Regions from separate parts of the Gossypium hirsutum genome. Here region 1 is linked to region 2. A link is a contact called in public Hi-C data. All regions are on one chromosome and are shown on one strand. Each heading gives the region's core, a stretch centred on a gene start, on an enhancer-like site or on the middle of the called end of the contact. The rest is flanking DNA. Distances are from core to core; before and after follow the strand shown.

What was found. Hi-C and Micro-C count contacts between places; a contact is called where the count stands out from the background.
Region 1: a contact with region 2 is called in a Hi-C map of leaf, with 2.9 times the contacts expected there. The contact joins the promoter of LOC107912203 here to the enhancer-like site in region 2. A contact is called at or near these places in 12 of 34 Hi-C or Micro-C datasets (anther, callus, hypocotyl and 2 more).

Annotation. Positions count from the first base shown.
Region 1 is chrD11:2,276,908-2,281,856 of Gossypium_hirsutum_v2.1, reverse strand. It overlaps LOC107912203 (bax inhibitor 1), which reads right to left and starts at 1,923. Exons shown (of 6, transcript XM_016840282.2): 1 at 1,621-1,923; 2 at 1,276-1,419; 3 at 1,098-1,189; 4 at 637-823; 5 at 391-546; 6 at 69-283. The coding sequence starts at 1,731. The coding sequence ends at 233. LOC107912204 (cell division cycle 7-related protein kinase) reads right to left here. Exons shown (of 14, transcript XM_041105463.1): 6 at 4,797-4,890; 7 at 4,638-4,721; 8 at 4,473-4,562; 9 at 4,325-4,352; 10 at 3,676-4,212; 11 at 3,542-3,603; 12 at 3,266-3,375; 13 at 3,097-3,184; 14 at 2,509-3,015. The coding sequence ends at 2,785.
Region 2 is chrD11:2,231,369-2,235,692 of Gossypium_hirsutum_v2.1, reverse strand. It overlaps a transcript of LOC107912208 not described here. Among protein-coding and RNA genes, the nearest start is that of LOC107912208, 8.4 kb to the right of the region's middle. Within about 2 kb of position 2,747, at least 4 of the 9 cell types and tissues checked have an H3K27ac peak or open chromatin away from gene starts, as enhancers often do. A contact at or near this core is called in leaf, where this site is marked.

The DNA of each region.
Region 1 (4,949 bases), core at 674-3,173, 47 kb before region 2:
TGCAACAGTGGCTCATAGAATGGAACTGAATGTTGGTAGATGGTGTGTGGTGGGCAAAACCCATCATATATGCAAAAGGCGAAAGACGTTAATATATGGCAAAAGTTGAAATAAAATAACATGGTTATTAACTTATTATATTAACATGATGCTTTAGCACAAAAAGCAACAAACTTTCATGTCTCCAAGGCAAGGTTAGATGGGTAAAGCTCCTCAGCTATTGCTTTGTGATTTAGTCTCTCCTTTTCTTCTTTTTCTCGCTCTTCTCAGCTGAATTTTTCAACTGAAAACACAAGAATGTTCAGTATTGGTTCGTGTATACCAAAATGAAACATTAATATAAAGTCAGCCATTAAAGATAGCTTTATCAGGTATTCCAGCTTGACTCACCATAATTATCAGAATGCGGACAAATACAGCAACAAAATCAGTGAAAAGAGTCAGGGCATGCTTCACGTAGTCCAGGTCACCCAAGTGTGCTTTCTCGATTATGTCCTGCGTGTCGACTATCATATATCCCACAAACACCAAAAGCCCTAAGTAGATCTGTGAGGACAATCAAAGGCAAAGAGGGAAGGTCAATAGCAGCTTTTCAAGTACAACGAGACAGAAAGTTTGTGGCTAATATTCGCTTGCCTCAGTCATAAAGAGGGCTGTGGAACCACCAAAGATGGAGGAAGCAAAATGCAACCAGAGAAGCACGGACACACCAGATGAGAGCAAGCCACCAAGGTAAAGGTACTCTCGTCGCCTTGCTAACATAGCAGCTCCTGAAAAACATGCAAAGGCCAATGCTGTTCCCACAAATGAAGCTACCAATACACTGCCATTGTGGATAAATACGCCATTAGTACAAGCCACTTTTTTTAGTATTATTATTAATCATTTGCAAAGGAAAAGACATACAAAGTCACGCACCCAAATGAGATTCACAGGTCCAGATAATAGTAATAGTAAAATAGAAATTAAGCATAGTATTATCTTCCAAATGTAACACAAATTAATATATTTCTTGAAACAAAATCCAAGTATTTTCACAGCATGGGTGTATCATTAATATCACAAAATTACCAATTTAGTTTTTATAGGAAAGATACCTCGGGTCGATTTGAATAGCCAAGTCAATTAGAGGACCGATTGAAGCTCCTTCAAACACTGCCGATGCCATTAGAAGAGAAACCCTCTTTTGCTGCAAAATTAATAAAACCAAAGCAAAAGATGAGTACATGCAAAAAGAAATATCATCATCTTATACAAATGAAGAAAGATTATTACCTCTTCACAAGGAGGGGTGGAAAGGAGCCAAATAATGGTTCCTAAGCATGCAAATGTGGTCAGGTAACCCCCAATGTTCCAAAGAATATGGAGATAAGCTCCAACAGCAGAGGCAATCAGTGCACAACATAAGGTCAAATAAACCTGCAAATTAGAAACGCTATGCTCAGACAATCGAGATCCTTTTTCTTATAAGCAGAAAAATAATTAAATAGATGGATAAAATCATAACAAGCATTTATAATCACATAAAAGATGAAAACTGCAATACGTTTTTAACTCTCAGAAGAAGCCAAGAAAGATTCAATCCAACGTTCAAAATCCTAAGTAGCAAATTAGATTTACCTGCTTGAGATGAGCTTGAACGATGGGAGAGATCTGACGGAAATTCTTAAGAGTATCGTAACTCCAGATGTTTCTCGATTGGGAATCGAAGAAGGAAGTGAAGGCATCCATTTGTTTGCTGAGAAATAGCAAGAAAATTCATTTGGTTATTTTAGTTACGAGGTGGAATGGTATTTATCGATAGAGCTGGATGCCTGGATCAGATAATTTTCTTGGAAATTTATAGGTAATTAAGTTACTAAAAAGCCCTTCGTTTTCGTAGAACTTTAACGACTTTTTATTTTTACAGGGATTAAGTTGCTCAAAGCAATTTTAAAATATTGAGCTATTGTAATTTTTTATCCTGAATTTAATAATTAAGTTCTTTCTGAATGCTTGTATTTTTTTATTTTTATACATAAATTTAACAAATAAACTCATTTTAGTCTTGACTTTAAAAAATAAAGTTGTAAATTTTTAAGTGATATCATGATAATTTTAATATATTGAAGTTATTAAATTTTAATGGAATCTAAATTTAAGCATCAAAATAAGTCTAACTCCCAATCGATTATTGAATTCAATACTTTAAATTTATATTAACCTAAATATTTTAAGACCAGGTACCAGATAATTTCTCAACATTAAAAAGAATGATTAAATACGGCAAATATTGGAATTTTGCACTTTAATCCAATATTTGAGAAACCGAGGAAAAGAAAAAGCGCAAGTGCTCTGGAAAATTCGAGGTGTCATGGGTTGAAAACCCAAAGCATCGATCTTCGTTCGGCTGCTGCTGATGCGTCACGTAGACCAATAGAATATCGCCATGTCAACACACTACTTCCATTGCCAACATCATAATTTTTTATTCTTTCAGGGAATATAAAGGATTTATTGCTAACATCCTTCTAGAACTCAAAATATCATTCCAGAAACTTATAGGGTTTAACTTGAAAGTAAATTTCTTGAGAATTTAAATTCTCAAGTTTAATTTTAACTCAAAAGAATAGGTTTTAAAGCATATAAGATGTTTTCCTCTTAGTCCCTGATAAACCATAGACCCTTGCGTCCCCAAAAGGGTGAACCTTACATTTAGCTATTAGATTAGGAGCATTTTTTTATACAACTTGAACATGTAAGAGGAAATTCCATGCATTTAGATTCAAACCTTCAAAAATGGAGTTATAGAGTTCGTGTCCTTTGCTTTCCCAGATTTTCATGTATTGAAGCCAAAAATTCATGCTTAAGAGCATCCTCTGCTGTAATCCTTAATCTTGGGTTCACTGTTAAGCACTTGTCCACAAGATCGTAAAGCGAGCTCGGTATCTCTGTAAGGAAGTCTCGTCTCTTCGTTTTAATTCGGCACCACTGCCGTAGGTTCATAGTTGTTAAAGACTGCTTACCATAGAGCTCCTGTAACAAAAGTATTAGCAATTTACTTTTAAATAAGTTATAGTTGCAGATCATGCATTATTATACTAGCATTTATTATACCTCAGGAAATGAGGATTCACGATTATGTAACTTGGCAACTTCCCAAAGATCTTCACTGCCTCTCAGCTTTGCAATATCATTTATACTCCTGAAAGTGCCAAAAGATGTTGGGAACATAAGCCATCAAACAAGAAACTGGATCGAGCGGTTTCGGTTAAAGAAATCTTACTGTTCGGGATCACTAATAAAGGGTGATTTCCCTATCATTAGGTAGAGTAGAGTGACCCCAGCAGACCAGATATCAATTTTTGAACCTTGATGTTGAGACCTGAATAAGACCTGAAGAAAATAAGAATACCAATTATCAAGGAAATCTGGCATAGACTGTTAATATTTTTCTTTTGGACATGTTTTGGTTATCTAATGAATTCAACGCATAAGAGCACCAGGGATTTTCTTTTAGTATTTAAAATCAAAACATGAATTGAAGTTTATCGGTCATTACCTCTGGAGCTCGGAAGCCTTTTGTTCCAGCACAAGGACCTTTTGTCTTATGCTTCCCATCCCCTGCAAGTGAATAAAATTTGATGAGTTTTACTAAGGAAAATGATTCTTTCAAATCAAAGTTCCAAAATTTACCCAAAAGATGCTTGCCTTTGTTCTTGGCAAAGCCAACCCCAGATAAAGCTAAGCTAGTTGAGCACAAAGGCATTGGAGTAGGATGAAGAATCTGTCTATCCCATTTTCCTGGAGAAGCAGCAAATCGCTTTCTCATGGGAGCAGGAACATGTAACACTCCAGGTTTTGGACTCTGCATTGCTTCCTGTGCCAGACTGATGAGCTCTTTCCTGCCTTGGCATGGCAAAGGCTCTCTGAGCCTTTCTGCTGAGGGAGTCCTTGCACTTAAATCCTTTGTTGAGGTAATGCCTGAACCATCTACACCCTGACTATTTATTTTATTCCAACTACTCAAGTCATTATGAGGAGCCTTCCTTTGAATTTCTGTCTTCCTCATGTTCTTAGGCTCTAAAGTTAACCTGGAGCCTTTGGTTGCCTCTATATTGATTCCCTCTCTTGATTTGATATTTAAAAACTTCATGCTATTTGTCAGATGAGTGGCTTTGGCAGGAACGATATTATGATGAAAAGTTACATCATATCCCGACTTGGATTTGTCTGTGAAACGCATAAGAATGCCACATCAATCATAAATAGATGGTCCTCTTCATTGCCTACAGTAAAAAGTACTAGGATTCTTAACTTCAAGCTCCAGAAAAAAGGAACTAACCCATACTCCTGTACTTTTGATGCATTTCCTGTCAAAACAAGAGAAATAACAAAACTAATAGTCCTCAAATTAGAGTACAAAAATATTGCCGGGGAATATGCAAACGGCCAACCACAGGATCATGTAAGGTTGGCACTTAGCTACTTACCGTGGCAAGATTGAAATCAATAAGATAACCTTTGTTGGTCTTACGAGAGAAAAGAAAGTTTCCCGGTTTAACATCCCTATGAACTATTCCCTGCATGTGTATAAAGAGTTATTAAGAACTTGTAATTTTGTAGAATAGATGCATCGCATCCAGAAAATCACATACCTGCTTATGAAGATTTGCAAGAGCTTTGAACAAGCAAAAAGCATACCACTTTAACTGAAAAACATCTATTTCTCTTTTCAACACCTGCTCTCAATGAAACAAACTCACCATCAAGCAGAAGAACAAACAAAACATGGCTTCCAAAATTCTAATAATTACCTCAGGCCTATCATGCTCAACATACTGCAGAACAAAGCAATCAGAATTCTCACTCTTAATGCATCCTTCATATCGTATTATAAAGTTCTTTCCCCTGGCATTGACAAAAAGAAAGATTGGAAGAGAGAAGAAGAGCTTAATATAAACTGCTTT
Region 2 (4,324 bases), core at 1,498-3,997:
ATACAAAGCTCTAACTTATGAACACAATTTTCCCCATAACTGTCATGAAACTCTCTTCAAAACTCATACGCGACTACATCTTGATTGGCCTCACAAAAATGAGATACAATGGCCCATTTAAATAGGCTAAGATTGAAGGGCTAAAACAACTAAAATATCCCTTAAGTAATCAAAGTCCAACCGGGAGACGAAACCCTGCTTGGAGTCTAAAATGCAGCTGCTTACTTGAGGAATATGTCGCGTCGTTGTGATGTCCCATGCTTCCTCGTCGTGGTCATGCATGCATTGAGCGAAGAAATTCTCCGCGACGTCGCCTCTACTTTGGTTCATCATCGATTGTCTTCCAATGTGCTTGCAAAGTGTTCAATAAATGCGAGGCACACTCCACAAAAACAAATAGTATGTATTAAATTATGTCGTTACGATGGGTAAAAGTAAAATATTTATGTAAAAGTTATATTTATAAAAAAAAAGTAATTTATTGAATGAACCACGAGTGGTGTAATAAAAGTCACGTGTACAAATTTTCATTAATCATGAGTTCGATCCTTGAACTCTTGATTATTTTAAGTAATGTTTTTTAGTTGTTTATTTAAATTAAAGATGTTATAGAAGAAAACACAAAAACACCATTGCAACAACATTTATTACTTTTCAAAAAATTAAATCAATTTATCCTCTCTCTCTCTTTTTTATATATATATATTTTGTTCTTTTTCTATGTTCAATTATTCCACTCTTTTCAATATTCTTTTACCTTTTTTTTCTATTATTTGATTATTTTATTTTACCTATAAAATAAATAATAATAATTTGATTTTAGAGGATTAGTATATTTTAAAATAAGTATTAAGCTCTCTTCCTTCTAAAAAAAAATAGAATGGATGAATTTGTCTACAAATAAAAAAAAAGTAAGTGTAAAAAAGATGAAATAATTGGACTAAATGGAGATTTTTTAAAGATTTGGATTGCCATAAACCAAACGTAATCTATAATTCACATGCAACCATGTGTTTATCACACGCACTAATTTGTTTTTTTTTTTAAATAATTGAAGCATGCATTGCGTGTCTAGCTCTTTAATTTAATTAATTAATTAATTAATTTCTTTTATTATCCAAGCCCTTTTCTCTAAACTTAACCATTTAACTATTTTTTTATATATTTAAAGAGGATGCTGATAAAAGCATGACGTGGAAATGAAGATTACCACCAAAATTCTATTAATTAATTTATTTAAAATATTAAATTAAGATGTAAAACTTGTAATTCAAAAGCGATTCCAAATAGATTAAACCTTCAATTTCATTAAAACTACCTAAGACATTGCCTTTTCGATTTTTCTCAAAGTTTTCATTTAAAATTTTTTTATTATATATTTTACTTAAAATTTTTCATCAAACTCGTGGATGTCTCGTAATTTAACACGTCAGATGTTGTTAACTATTAGACCTTAACCCTTTCTTTTTGTGCAGTACTGATGATGCAGTTAGTCTTTTGAGGCTTTTGATAGTTTTTCTTGGTTGATCGATGTTTACCGTCAAGTTGATTTGATGATGGCAGGGTTAGGATGTAAATTTCAATAGTTTGGTCGAGTTAAAGCATCTCTAATTTATTTATGAATGATTCCAATGTTGCAATTACTACCAAATTGTCTATGGCATTTATGTATTAATTTATAATAATTTATTTATTATTTGTACTATGTGCCATGTGTCATGGTTGTTTTAATAACAATAGTTTCTTAAAACAACTTGTATAAAAGATGACATGTTCACATCAAACGTGGTTTTTATTCTTCCGGTAAGAAAGAGTTCAGCTCGATGTTTTTAATCAAGATAGAAGGACTACTCAATCTAATGATATCATGAGCTAAATGGTAATCAACCTTTCATCAATTAGTTTTTGGAGACTCAGTCTTAAATGTAATGCTTTTTAAATTAAATCACTGGTTGAATCGATTAGACTATTGATCCTTAATCTAATTGATCTGATTGGTTCAAATCAAATAAACTATTAAAAAATTCATATATATTTTTTAAATTATATAATTCAATTCAACTACTTTTTTTTAATTCGATTTTTCCAAATTTAGCAGTCCTGTCTAAGTTTTAAAACACTGAACAATCAGTAAAAACGGATTTATTTGATAACATTTCCGATTCCCAAGTCAAAGAATTATCATCATAAACTTAAAATATAATCAAATCCATTTAAAAAATACAACAAAATCACAATTCTATGGAGTTGATATACAAATCTATTGCGTCAAACATGCTCAATAAAATACCTCTATACAATCATTTTGAATTCTCTTCTTCGAAGGAATCAACTCTCTTTCCTCCCCATCCTCAACAAAATTCACAAGTGAAAAATAACCTAAAAGCTAAATAAAAAACATAAACACGAAATTACACCAAAAAGAGTGAAAAAAAATGATTTCCTTTGGAAATTTACCATCTCATTTTCTCTTGTGAAGGCGTACTTTCGGGAAACTAATCGACTCGAATCAGTAGCGAAGTGAAACTATCAGTGATAGTAAAATATGGAGTTAAATAAGCGGGAAAAAGAGAAATGCCAATTGATGACATAGCGTCGAGGCAGTTGTTGGCTGAGAGAGTGATGGGAGAGCTTGGGATGGAACAAAGTGAAGGAATGATTGCGGGGTTTGCCAAAAGAGTGTGCATTGGCCATAGGGAAGCGATGTCCGGGACAGGGGTGGGCTTGCCGAATGAAGACTAGAAGAGAAAAAAACATGCTGGGCCCTTTAAGAGTCGGTGACTGAGAGGGTTGTGACCCGGTGAGTTGCTCCGAGTTACTCATACCATCATACCAACAACATTACTAATAATATTATTATTATCGTTATCTTGATCGGAACCAATATCCTCAAATGCTCCATGATTCTTACTATTTTGTTAAGAAAAGCTTTTGGAATTGATTTGAGCGGGAAGTTGACAAATGCCCCTAAATTGTGCAAGATATTGCAATGGATGCGAAGCCTTTCCTCTTACTTTGAAGAATATCTTAGTGAATGTCTAATTGTTCTGGGCCAAGAATATGTGGCCTTCATTGGCAGGTTGTGGGTTTAATATTTTGATTTAATTAATGAACGTCTAGTAAAACATTAAGAAATTATTTTTTAACGGAAGTTTTATTTCAATAGTTAATCATCCTCTTCATTAGCCAATCCCTTTATCTTAGACTTAATGCTGCTCTTCATTTACTCAAAAAATAATCGACTTCTTTGAAGCATAATGATAAAATTATGTAATCAATTTTAAAAAGATGTGAATAAATATATTTTAAAAAAGCTATACACTTTTAATAATTTATTAAATTTTATAATTTTTATGAAACACATAAACCATCACGTAACACACCCATCAATTTATTCATTTAACAAAAAATCAATTTGACAATATTAAAAGTGACAAAATTGAAGTCAAAAGGGTCGTCATCCGTTTCCGTTTTAATAGCTTTGGTTTCCACTAATTATGAGATGTTGATGAAAGTAAGACGTGGAAATGGTGATGATTTCTTTTATAAAGATACCATTATCCAAAAAGGAATTGTACGTGCAAAAATTCAAATCTTAGAAGTTAAGAAAAATAGATTAAGATAAGGAGAGAAAATGGTTAAAAATTGTATGTGGATAGATCACAGATGATCAACACGAGAAGCAGCGGCTGGATTTTTTTCACATTAAATAAACTTAATTTATTCGATGTAACAAATTTATGCTTAGTATCAAGTAACGTATAATTTCGACTGCTACCATTATTTATTATAACTACAGTCGCAATAAATACATAGCCATAAGTTAAATATATATTATCCGCTTCAGCCCATTTGATCTCATGATTTTGTCCCCAAAATACACCAACCAAATGTTAAAGATACACAATCGATGTGAAATTCATGATTACCTTGATCCTAAAATAAAAAAGGAAAATGATTCACCAACATAATATGCCAAGATGACCGCTCTTTGTAATTACCTAGCATGCAGTTAAGGCATGGTTTATCATAAATAATCCAGAGAAGGCAGCACTTCGTTAAGACATGTAAAATATTTGCATATAATATGAGAATGATATACAATTTGATCCTTAAGCAGTTATGCTCTATCTTTTGTTCCATTCATAAGCAACGGCAACTCAATTTACAAGGGAAGAACAAGCATATATACTTCGCTTCAGCCTAAAGAAAATATTATTCGCGATATTTATTTATGTACGTACACGAGAAGGTAAAAAGGGACGATGTTACCTACAACATCTCCTGTGTTGTAACAGCAGGTTTTCAGTAGACATGGATGTCC